Regions from separate parts of the Mus musculus genome. Here region 2 is linked to region 1. Evidence: chromatin contacts called from public HiChIP or PLAC-seq data. All regions are on one chromosome and are shown on one strand. The core of a region is the stretch at or near the end of the contact, and the rest is flanking DNA. Distances in the headings are between cores, read along the strand shown. Region 1 holds the start of Rps13 (ribosomal protein S13). Region 2 overlaps Pik3c2a (phosphatidylinositol-4-phosphate 3-kinase catalytic subunit type 2 alpha).

What was found. HiChIP or PLAC-seq counts read pairs in DNA pulled down with a chosen protein or histone mark.
Region 2: a contact with region 1 is called in an H3K4me3 HiChIP or PLAC-seq map of intestinal villus epithelium, with 5 read pairs. The contact joins the enhancer-like site here to the promoter of Rps13 in region 1. A contact is called at or near these places in 1 of 39 promoter capture datasets (the C10 cell line), 5 of 484 Hi-C or Micro-C datasets (bone marrow-derived macrophages, cortical neurons, nephron progenitors and 2 more), 9 of 115 datasets of contacts at active chromatin or transcription factors (the 230-238 cell line, CD8 T cells, the SCID.adh cell line and 5 more) and 3 of 9 other capture datasets (adipose tissue, liver and pancreatic islet).

The regions. Positions count from the first base shown.
Region 1 is chr7:116,331,858-116,338,244 of GRCm38.p6, forward strand. Rps13 (ribosomal protein S13) reads right to left here and starts at 2,333. Exons shown (of 6, transcript NM_026533.3): 1 at 2,228-2,333; 2 at 2,043-2,091; 3 at 1,839-1,917; 4 at 1,072-1,241; 5 at 522-622. The coding sequence starts at 2,250. It overlaps Snord14a (small nucleolar RNA, C/D box 14A), which reads right to left and starts at 1,400; the gene lies at 1,314-1,400. It overlaps Gm10589 (a long non-coding RNA gene), which reads left to right and starts at 2,312. Exons shown (of 2, transcript XR_869889.2): 1 at 2,312-2,425. Pik3c2a (phosphatidylinositol-4-phosphate 3-kinase catalytic subunit type 2 alpha) reads right to left here. Exons shown (of 33, transcript NM_011083.2): 33 at 5,419-6,387.
Region 2 is chr7:116,422,824-116,429,210 of GRCm38.p6, forward strand. All of the region lies in intron 1 of Pik3c2a (phosphatidylinositol-4-phosphate 3-kinase catalytic subunit type 2 alpha), which reads right to left. Among named protein-coding and RNA genes, the nearest start is that of Gm40453, 8.8 kb to the right of the region's middle. Within about 2 kb of position 3,123, at least 19 of the 459 cell types and tissues checked have an H3K27ac peak or open chromatin away from gene starts, as enhancers often do. A contact at or near this core is called in intestinal villus epithelium and liver, where this site is marked.

The DNA of each region.
Region 1 (6,387 bases), core at 1,083-3,582:
AAACAAAAGGGGGGGATTTCATTCATAGTTTAATCAGCATCTATCAACTATGACCCTCTTCTTACCTTTAGAAGGACCCCCCCCCCCCCCAAGCATCATAAACCAACCAGTTCTGGCTGTCCTGGAAGTAACTGTGTAGACTAGGCCAGCCTCAAATGCAGAGACCTGCTTGCCTCTAGGTAACATTTCTTCCTTCCTTTCTTTTTCTTTTGGTTTTTCGAGACAGGGTTTCTCTGTGTAGCCTTGGCTGTCCTGGAACTCACTTTGTAGACTAGGCTAGCCTTGAACTCAGAAATCTGCCTGCCTCTGCCTCCTGAGTGCTGGGATTGAAGGCGTGCGCCACCATGCCTGGCTTAGGTAACATTTCAAGAGAACACTGTCATGTGATTATATATCATCCATGCAAGCTTCCCCACTACTATGACAGAGATGAACTGACACTTAGCCAAAAAGGCAAAATGCCTACCACTATTCATTATTTACCATCTAGCTGATTTGCCAACCAAAAACCATATACTTACTATTTCCAATTAGGTGGGAGCACCCGCTTAGTCTTATAGTATCGAGCCAATCGGTGAATTCTGCTCTCTATCAGAATCAGGCGGAATTTAGCATCCTTATCCTAGAAATAAAAGAGATTTAAGAAAACCACCAACAAGTAAAGAAACTAAATAGCTTCTATGGTTAGGTTAAGTTCTTAGGGCAATTTTTTTAAGGAGGCAGGGTATCTTATTATTATACAGAATAAGTTGGTTGTCTTACAATGTGTTAGACCAGGCTGGTCTCAAACTCCAACAATTAAGGGCATGCATCACCAAATCCACAGAGGCAATTTAAACTCCTAGAATAAGGCCCATAGCCACAAACCTACACAAAAGCCCCAGCACCTGGGACCAACTGGATGTAATAGTTTAGGGGAGCTAAAAATCAAACCACCTATTTCTAGGAAACTATCATGTTGACTATTAGCCAGCACCCAGAACCACCTGAGAGGACTCAAGTGCGTTCTCCCCTCTGAAGATCCGCAGCGCAAGTGTCTCGACACAACACCTGGTTTGTTGTCCGCCTTACCTTTCTGTTCCTCTCAAGGTGCTTTCGGACAGCAACAGCTTTCTTAATCAAATGGTAGAGATCCTCGGGGAGGTCAGGGGCAAGGCCTTTGGACTTGAGGATTCTCAAGATTTTATTTCCAGTCACAAAACGGACCTGGGCCACCCCGTGTGAGTCCCTCAGGATTACACCTGAAAAGAGAAACACACTCAAGCACACACACATGCGATAAAACCCTAACAGCCAAACTCCAAATTTCCAGCTCACTCAGACATCCAAGGAAGGTCAACCCAACATGGAAAGTCCTTCTGGTGGAAACTGCGAATGTTGGAACACCATCATCACTGTGAGCTTGCCAGAATACATCTGACCAGAGGAAACAATGTGACTTCTACCTTTATATTTAGTATTAACTTAAAAGCAGCCCAACATTTATTTGTACCTATCTTTAAAACTGCATGTTATTGCTTTTAAACCTCAAATTACTTCAGATCAGCTGAGCCCATTTCACATGATTTTTTCTGCATATTTCTAGCGAACTTTTTATATCCTAAAGAGGATATTTTCCTCCGATGAGCAGTTATTCCCAGACTCAGAAGCCAAGCTACCAGAAACGAGTTATTTCCCATTTGTACAAAGTCAGAGCAGCTTAGAATCAATTCAGTTAGATGTGACTCAATCCCAGACAGCCCTTGCTCCGCTGTGGAAGCAGGAGGAACCTTTTTAACATACGGACTAGACACATTTGTTTCTCGAGAGCAGAAGGAAGAGATTACATCAACACTCACCTATCTGGGAGGGAGTCAGGCCTTTCTTGGCCAATTTGTAAATCTGTTCCTTCACGTCGTCAGACGTCAACTTCAGCCACTACAGATGGAAGAGAAATCGGCCTTAGGATGAGAGAGCACGGCGGCAACCTTCCACTTCGGGTCCCATCCTCCCGCGCACCGATCGCTTCCCACGCCGCCCTCCAACCCTCAGCCTCTACTCACCGTGGGGACGCTACGGCGGTAGGGCAGCGCCGACTGGGACAGGCCCTTCCTGAAAACAGAAGATAGGAAGTAAAGCGGCGGCCCGCGCCCCAAGCAGCCCCACTGTCCCTTCACCCGCAGCCCGCATCCTCCTCTCTCAGCCCCGCGCCCCAGCCCCGCAACCAAGGTCGGCGCCGCGGGCTCACCCGGGAGCGTGCATGCGACCCATGATGGCGGAGGTCTGGCAGCAAAGAGAGAACGAGGTAGGAAACGGCACAGGAAATCAAGCCGCACAGGAAGTGACGCCACTCACCGACGTTTGCTCTCGCGCGGGGGCGGGGCTACATAGTGTGGCCACCGGAGCCCGGGAGACTACGCGTCCCAGAAGGCATGGCGGCGAGGCGGTAAGTGTATGGCTGGGTTGCTACGCCTTGAACTCTTGTCTCTAGTCTTGCTCTTAGCCAGAGCAGCAAGTCTGTCTCTAACATCTCTTCGGAAGTCGCATCTGAGGGGACCTAGGGCGTGCTCGAGTCCTGGGCTGAAGGATTTGGATAAGCTGCGGGTTTCTCAGGGCTCCCTCTGCAGCCCCGAACTCGTGCGGTGTGGGATGATCGCAAAGCCTAGGTGCAGCCGGCGCTTCTCTCTAGATCGTTAATTCTAGGCTTCCGAGCCCCGCCCGGGTCTGTCCTCCTGTCTGCGCGCCTTTTCTACACAGGTCGGAGCGCAGAACCGCTCACCCCCGTCGGAGAAGAGTTGGGAACGAGGAAAGAAGCTTCGAGAAGATGAGGGGGAAAGGGACTACCCCGGGAGTTGGTCTTTTAAGGATGTCCTAGTCCGGTTCACCACAGAGCGTTCGAAGAATGGGTGAATATAACAATTTATTGTAAATGCAACAAAAAACAACAAAGACATGGACCCAAGAAACTCAGATCTACAAGACCCTGTTGACAAGTGAAGCGTGAGAGGTTTGAAACAGTACTGAAATACTGATCCAGTTTTCTTTTTTGTTGTGTTTGAGACCGGGTCCCTCAATGTAGTTTTGGTTGTTCAGGAACTCGCCTTGTAGACCAGGCTTGCTTCAAACACACGTTAAGTCTTTCTGCCTCTGTCTCTTAAAAAAATGCTGAAATGATGATGAAAGGTTTGAGCCATCATGCCCAGCTGCGTTCTTTTAACCCATTACTAGTTGAATTACGTTTTCCAAAACATTGGGAACTTGAACCAAATTTGTATTTATTTCCTGGCAAAGTTGTATTTGATTAATTAACCAGATTCACACTTTTAGCCCAGATATGTGATCCGAACATCAAGCTTGGCTTCAATTCGCAATCCCTAAGCAAGAATACTTCATTTCACTCTAACACATTTGTCCGAATACAAATTTAGGGTTCAATAGTCTTTCTCATTTCCACGAGTCACTCCAACACATCTCACCACAGAAACGTATCAAATACTTCATTGTTTCCACGGGTACCCCAATCCTATCCATCATCTCTCAGGCAGCTTAAGTGGTGTCCCATTATGTATACAATCCATTGTCTGCCTAGTGGTTAGTGGTCTCTTTGTAAATCCCTCTAAATTGTGTGTGTTAAAGATTGATTTATTGATTTATTTATTTAATATAAGTACACTGTAGCTGTCTTCAGACACTCCAGAAGAGGGCATCAGAACCCATTATAGATGGTTGTGAGCCACCATGTGGTTGCTGGGAATTGAACTCAGGACCTCTGGAAGATCTAAATTGTTTTTAAAGACTTTTACTGTGTGAATATGGGGTAAGAGGATAACCTTGTGTAGTCTTTTCATCTTTTTACCTGGCTTTGAATATCAAACTAGAGTTGTCAGTGCACAGCAAGCACTTTTGGCTACTGAGCCATCTCAGGGGCTCTCTTTTTATATTTTCTCCATGTATTTGAAATAAAACCCAAGTCCCTGGCCTCATGTCCTTCCACTTTGCCCTTATTTCTACTCATTCCAAGCACATTTTTTTTTTTCCTTTTTGGCTTTTGAGACAGGTTTCTCTGAATAACCCTGGCTGACCTGGTAGACCAGGCTGGCCTCAAACTCAGAAATTCACCTGCCTCTGCCTCCCAAGTGCTGGGATTAAAGGCACCAAGCACATTTCTTTTTTTTTTTTTTTTAAAGATTTATTATTTATTATATGTAAGTACACTGTAGCTGTCTTCAGACACTCCAGAAGAGGGAGTCAGATCTCGTAAGGGATGGTTGTGAGCCACCATGTGGTTGCTGGGATTTGAACTCCGGACCTTCGGAAGAGCAGTGGGGTGCTCTTACCTGCTGAGCCATCTCACCAGCCCCACCAAGCACATTTCTAATCCTATACATAGTAACATGTCTACCTGGAAAAAAATTAATATACTTTTAAAGATGTGTGTCTGTGTGTCTTGTCTGTCTTGGCATCACAGTACCTGCAGTGCCCATGGAGGCCAGTAGAGGGTATCAGATATTTTGGAACTGGAGTTAACAGAAAATTCTTAGTTGCTACATGGATGTTTGAAACTGAAACCAAGTCCTCTGCAAGACCAGTAAGAGCTCTTAACCCCTTAGCCTTCTCTCTAGCCACCCCCCCCCTTTTAAAATTACTTGTTTATACAGCTGTGCAAGCTGAGTGCAGTGCCCAGAGGCCAGAAGACGATATTGGGTAAGAACTAGAGTAATAAGCACTTGTACTTTGTACTGGGAACCAAACTCTAGTCTTCTACAACAGAAAGCCATTGTAGCACTAAGCCATCTCTCTAGCCCACTACCTGCAATAGTTTGAACTCTAGTACCGGCAAACAGCTTGGCACTCAGGCAAAACTCAGTTATTTCAAAGGATAAGCTTACATAAGCCATCTCTCTCTCTGAAGATTTTGGGAGCCAGAGGCTTTTTATTTAATGTATGAATGCTCTGCTGCATATAAATCTGCCCACTGGAAGAAGTCATCAGATCCTCTAGTAGATGGTTGTGAGCCACCATGTGGTTGCTGGGAATTGAATTCAAGACCTCTGGAAGAGTAGCTAGTGCCCTTAGCCGCTTAGCCATCTCAACAGCCCCTTAATTGTCCTTTCAAGGTCTTTATACTGGTTTTTTTTTTTCCAAATTATTAGAATGGTTAGAGAGCCAGTCTTGTGCTCATAATCCAGAATAAAGGTATGGTGTTAATTTGCACTTCCGAATGTGGCTAAGTGAACTTTCACAGACCAAGAACCATGCCTACAGAATTCACATCTCAGGAAATGATAGGCTGTAGCAGATTATCTAGACCTTCAAAGAATCACATTCAAATTCAGGATAAATTTTACAAACTCCTGGGTAAGATGCAATAATTATTAAAGTTTAAAACCAAAATACTGAATCAAGAAGGAAGGAAATGACAGCCAAGTTCCTTTATTTCAGAAATATTTTAATTGTAGTATAGTTATGAAGTCACATTTAATTCAATGAATATATTCCAAGTATTAATAAAAATATTATACATCTTAACTCACTATGCTGATATAATTAAAGCATTTTCTTCTTACAGGCGACACTAGTAATCACATGTATGTTTGCATTGCTGGTGAACAGCGTGTAAGTAAATGTGTATCATAATAGCAGGTCTTCAGTGTTTGTTTAAATCTGAGTTATCAAAAGTGAATTTTTTTAAATGTTACAATTCATGAGTCTTAGAAAGAATTAAACAATTTAAGGCAAGATTTTGAACTTTATATACAACTTTAATTTGAAAAAAAAGTACTTAAAAAAGATACACATGCTTTAACAACTCATTCCCATAAACACAGTAATATAAAGCATTGGTGCCAGTCTCATTGGATTCCTCAGAGAAAACAGGTTCTTGGGATGAGCGATCATCTTCAGATCCTAGAGCACTGGCAAGAACAAAGAATTCTGGCACAGGACTTGTATGTAGCAGACTTATTTTTACTTGAAGGTAGTTATAAATATGATATACATAAACATTAGTGTCTTGGCCTGTCTAGCGTTCTCGTTTTCCGATGTATTTTAAGGTGACTGTTAAGAAGCTCTAGAAGCCAGCTGACTATGGTGACTGCAGCCGCAGTGCACAGAGGCTACGTTCTTCCTCCCTATCACTGTTTTTTTGGTATGGGCTGAAGATTAGCATTTTACAAAGAAATAACTTACATTAAAATATATGTATTCTAATGACCAAAGAAGGCACAAATTGAGTAAAATTAAGAGACAGTATCACCTTTTGAATTCTTGTTAACTATACAGTATTACTTATAATATATACTTTTAGATATTAATCAGATTTCTTGTCACTGAAGTGACATTACATTTTTAATTCTGTTTCTGCTAAGATACACGGTAACAGATCACAAAAAGGTCCACGAGTCCAGT
Region 2 (6,387 bases), core at 1,873-4,372, 92 kb after region 1:
TTTCTATCTATGTAGAGCTAGAGATATATAGATGCTGTCACACTATATATAAGCAATTTAATCTTCACAAATTTTACAAAGTCCTATTGCTAATATCTCTGGTTCACAAATGAAGAAACATAGACAGTTATATAATATGCCTAAACTTGAAGCAAATAGGGGCTGGAAAAATGGCTCAGCAGTTAAGAGCATTTGCTCTTTCAGAAGACCTGAGTTTGGTTCCCAGAATTTACATGGTGTTTCCAACCATCTATATCTCCATTATCAAGGGATCCAACACTTTCTTCTGATCTCCAAGGCATCAGGCACACAAATGGTGAGCATACATACATGCAGACAAAGCATAATACTCATAAAATAAATAAATCTAAAAAGTAAAATAGAAATAAACTTATAGCAGGCAGCAAGTGTGGAATATATCGAAGCATTACTTAATTTACATGGTACACTTTTAAATCACCTGGAACCACTATAGGCTTAAATTAACATAACTTATCCATCATAAATATCAAATTTCTTCATCAATCTTGAACTATTTTTTCCTATTGTGATAAATTTTGCTTCACTCTCATCACAAGGCAGTTACCGCCGCTAGGTAGTCACAACATACACAATTTGTCAGTTAATTTACCAGCAACAAATGACTGGCACATTTATAATTTCACTAATAAGGACAAATTCTTTTTTTCTTTGACAATCAAAATTTTAATGACCAAAACAAAAATTGGAAAAGAAAAATCAGGCAAAAAGAATCTTTTATTAACAATTCACCCTTCACGCTGGGCGGTGGTGGAGCACGCCTTTAATCCTAGCGCTCGGGAGGCAGAGGCAGGCAGATTGCTGAGTTCGAGGCCAGCCTGGTCTACAGAGTGAGTTCCAGGACAGCCAGGGCTACACAGAGAAACCCTGTCTCGAAAAAACAAAACAAAACAAAAAAAAATTCACCCTTTACTTAGAAAAGCAGATGATTGGGTTCAGAATAAATAGAGAGAGGCAATTATCTTGAACACTAGAAGGAATATGGCAACAGAGAACTAAAAATAGTTGTTCCATCTCTGTTAAAGACGGAAATACCAGTAGATGAAAAGAGAATATTCTATCTCTAATTCATGGGAAGGAGGAAGTCATCTAAAAGGAGAAACCAAGTACTTTGGTATTAAACACTAATTATCACAAAAATAAATTGGAAGACAGGATTTAAATGAAAAGTTTAAAATGTTAACAATTTTATTAATAAAAACAAATAGATGAAATAATTTTAACATATTTTTCTACTATATCCAAATTACCACATCACAGATAATATGAATAGAGTATTTTCTTCTTTTAGTATTGTTTATTTTACACGTACTTATCACAAGAGACTAGTTCACCTTTGTTTTAGGTTGTTTTGTTTTGTTTGAGACAGGGTTTCTCTGTGTAGCCCTGGCTGTTCTGGAACTCACTCTGTAGAACTTAGAAATCCGCCTGCTTCTGCCTCCCAAGTGCTGGGATTAAAGGCGTGTGCCACCACTGCCCAGCATTTTAGGTTCTTTGATACAGAGTTTCAAGTAGCAGAGCCCACATTAAGGATGAACTTTGATCCTCCTGCCTCTTTTCCCCAAGGTGCTGAGATTATAGGTTAATGCTACTGGGATTACAGCCTGCATTGCCACACCCAGCAGACTCGTCACATGTGTGCACAGTCCAGAGTCAGGAAAAAAGGGCAAACAAGCATTATAATTTCTGCACAGTAACATGATGCATGGTAAAACAGTTCCCAACAGCCATTGCTTTCCTCAAGGCAGAAAAGCAATTCAAATGCTTACTATTTGGGAAGAAAAGAGATTTTCTTTTTATTTAAGTCTATAGATAATCTACGGTCTTTACATAAAAGCTACCTTATCTTTTTTAACTTAATGTAATTTTTATTTTAATTTTTTGCAACATAAGAAATCAAACCAGCCTGATGGTAGTGGTGCACACCTTTAATCCCAATGCTCAAGAGGCAGAGGCAGGCAGAACTCTGTGAGTTTGAGGCCAGCCTAGTTTACATAGTAAGTTCCAGCACAGTCAAGACTACATAGAGAAACCCAGTCTTGAAAAGCCCAAAACCCAAAACAACAAAAATGGAAGGAAGGAAAAATGAAAGAAAAAAAATAACCAAAGATATTTGAGGTAACTGCTCTACCTCTGAGTTATATCCCTAACCATCTTCATAACTTTTGTATGTTATGTAACTTTTAAAAAGTATGTAACCAGAGACAGGGGGTGGGGAGAGGGGATAGGGGGCTTCCGAAGGGGAGACCTGGAAAGGGGAAAATATTTCAAATGTAAATAAAGAAAATATCCAATCAAAAATAAATAAATAAAGAGTATGTAACTTCCATTTAATAATATTCTAGAATGATAAACTTAATATTCTATAAACAATGCATTTATGGAACTAGAGAGATTGCTTAGGGGGTAAGAGTGCTTGCTCAGTAGAAGGACCTAAATTCAAATCTCTAGCATCCACATAAAAATTAAGATGGAGTCTGGTGTAGTGGCACACACCTTTAGTCCCAACACATGGGAACCAGAGACAGGCAGATCTTTATGAGTTTGAGGCCAGCCTGGTAGAGTTCCAGGGCAGTCAAAACTACAAAGAGAAACCCTGTTTCAAAAAATCAAAACCAACACCACCAAAAACAAAAAACCAAACCCAACAACAACAAAACACCTGAGCATGGTAGCTAGCAAATAAATAGATAAAAATAACTGAAAAAGAACCGTAACAGCTCATCAGCAAAATATGGATTCTGAACACTGACATCCTGTAGAACTCTGTTGTCAGTCTCTCTAACCAACCTGTCCTGTCTCTAAAACGTTCTTCAGTCCTTCTTCCTATCTTTTGTGTTTCAGATCTACCTTACCTTCTTTATTATCATCTCACCTCTGAAGGCATAATGCCTATAAGACTATCCTCATGTCATACATAAACTGTACATTGAAAGGCAGAGTTCCCCAAACCACCCTTAGGTTTGATAATCCGGTAGGATACATAAAATGTACAGAACGCTCGCTGTTACACTTGTGGTTAATGGTTTATTACAAGGAAAAGATAGATTAAAATCAGCCAAGGAACAGAGCATGTAGAGCAAAGTCCAGGAATGTTCCCAACGTGGAACTTCTGTAGTTTTCCCTGTGAAGTAAGAATGTGTTGTTCCCACTGTCAGTGTGTAACAGTGTACCTGGAGTATTGGCAACCAGGGATTCTCCTATGAGTTTTAGGGCCGTGCTTTTTTCCGACTGTGCCTTCATTGCATAGGCACAGTTGGCAGAGACTCATGACTGGGTTTTATCCAAGCTGCACTTCAGCTTTGATTAGGCACTTCACTACTCAGGGAACCAAATTTTCAAGTAAATGAAGTAGTTAGGCTCTAATGGTAAGATTTACTCAAACACCAGCATTTCAACATCAAACCTTATTTGCAAATTTTAATTCTTTCCTCTAAATTTAAATTAAATGTGTAGTAATATTTCTGCCTTACAGTCTGACACAATTAAAGTTTTTCATTTGAATCAAACTTAATTTTACTTTGTGGATCTGGTGAAATGTTTTGATAAAGACGGAGAATAAATTAAGTTAGCTGAGGCTACAGGCTTCAGTTTCAATGTCTAGCCACAAAAGAAAAAAAAAAGTTTAATCATTAAGATTACATGTCAAACCTCCCTGTCCTCCTTCAAAGAACCTTGAAAAATCTGACAATAAGAGTGTGTAGTGTTGGAGACACTCTACTGTACTTAACAGTGTAACAGAAAAACAAAGATAAAGTTTATGCACATGAATTTACACTGTTCAAAAATCCCTACTGTTCTGTAGAAAATAACAAATAAAAATGGAGGGCTTGGAGTATAGCTCAATAACAGACAGTTTTGTATAGCATGGAAAGGGTAGTGGGTTTCTTGGCAAAGACAGGGAGGGAAACAGGGAGACCCAATAGACAAATATGCAGATAAATGAGGGAACAATGATTTGGCATTAAGGATGGTGACAGTGGAAATGTTAGAAGTGGTTTGATTTAAACAAACATGCTGGGGCTGGCGATGGCTCAGTGGGTAGGAGCACTGACTGCTCTTCCAAAGGTTCTGAGTTCAAATCCCAGCAACGACATGGTGGCTCACAACCACCCATAATGAGATCTGGTGCCCTCTCTGGTGTGTCTGAATACAGCTACAGTGTACTTATGTATAATAATAAATAAATCTTAAAAAATTAAAAAAACAAACTAACATGCTGAGTTTAGATAGTTTGTGAGACAGAAAAACAAAATCATTTCATTGGGGAGGTGGATGCTAGGGGAAAAAAAAATGAGGCATGGGAAAAACTAAGTTTCCCCAAGATTCTTCATGATCTTAAAATCAGGTAAACCCAGCATGGTGTATAACACTTGCACTTGCAGCACTCAGGAGCCAGAGGCAGGAGGATTATTATTGATTTTAATGTCAGCTTGCTCCACTTATATACAGTTCCAGGCCAGCCAGGAACTACATAGTGTAACCCTGTCTCAAAAGGGGGAAAACAAACAAAAAGACCAAAATGCAGGCAAAGGCTCTCCAGAGCTCCAGTACCTGCCAGGTGAGAGCCAGTGAGATGGCTCAAGTGAGTAAATTGCTTGCCAAACAAACTGTAAATAGAGGAGCACAGAAGTTCAAGAATAAAGTGGAAGGTAACTAATCTTACCTGTCTTTATTTCAGTTAAATTATTAATATTGTTATGATGATGATGATATGTGTGTGTGTTTGAGGTGTGTAGGGGTACCCAGGCCTAAGTACTACACCTTAGGAATTGGCTCTCTCCACCACATGAGTCCCAGGGATCCAACTCAGGTTGTCACGCTTGGTGACAAGCTCCTTTACCCACTAGGCTTTCTTGCCAGCCCATATTTTTAAAATTTAAAATTCAAAATGTTTTGTACAAGTATACTAATAATGAGCTTAAGTCATGACAAAAACAATGGTTATACTGTAACCTAATAAGCACTAATCTTTGTTCCACTCTCAAACCCTTAAGAGCAACATTCTAAACATCCAGGACACCCGGCCACAACAACCTTCTGTGTCTAGACAGGGGTCTACTATATATGAGTGGGGGAAGCTCAAGGAAGAGAAGGCCCAGCTACAGAAAGAGGATTCTTCTGAAAGGCAGCATGCTGACCTCAAAGCTTGCAATCTAACTTGGTTTCCCAACAGAAGCTCATGGTGGAGATAGTTACTGAACTTTGGACTACTTTTCTGTTCATTCATTTGACATGAATCATTAAATATACTTTGACATTACCAATATTTCAATGACAAATAACAGTAAATCTTTTGTGCTAAATGTTACAGTACATTTCTTCACTTCCAACATAGCTTAAAAGAAGAGAAAAATTAGAACAGAAATACAACTAAGAATTACAAAGTAAGAAACAGTAATAATAAAAAACGAAGTCAAGATGGGAATGTGGCTTTTAGTTGATAAGAGTGCTTACCTATCATGCAATGTAGAATGTATGTTTACGTATAGATACATATGTGTGTTATGTGTGTATATGTGTGTGTGTGTACATGTGTGTGTCCAATCATTAAAATAAGCATCGAGGGGGCTGGAGAGATGGCTCAGTGTTTAAGAGAACTGACTGCTCTTCCAGAGGTCCTGAGTTCAATTCCCAGAAACCATATGGTGGCTCACAACCATCTGTAATGGAATCTGATGCCCTCTTCTGGTGTGTCTGATGACAGCTACAGTGTATTCATATAAATAAACTTTAATAAATATAAAAATAAAATAAGCATCAATGTGCTCTAAACACTAAGAAGTTCTAGCCCATGAAAAGATGCTGAACAACATTAGTCAGAAGGGAGATACAAATCTACAACCAGACACACTTCAAATCTACATGACAACTATAATTTTTTAATGGAAAATATGAAGTAGTGGCAAATATATGCAGAAACTCTCATATTTTGCTGGTAAGGGATACAAAAAGGTGCTGCCACTCTAAAAAAACGCTTTTGTGTGCTTCTTTTATTTATTTATTTATTTATTTATTTATTTGTTATATGTAAGTACACTGTAGCTGTCCTCAGACACTCCAGAAGAGGGAGTCAGATCTCGTTACGGATATTTTTTAATGGAAAATATGAAGTAGTGGCAAATATATGCAGAAACTCTCATATTTTGCTGGTAAGGGATACAAAAAGGTGCTGCCACTCTAAAAAAACGCTTTTGTGTGCTTCTTTTATTTATTTATTTATTTATTTATTTATTTATTTGTTATATGTAAGTACACTGTAGCTGTCCTCAGACACTCCAGAAGAGGGAGTCAGATCTCGTTACGGATGGTTGTGAGCCACCATGTGGTTGCTGGGATTTGAACTCC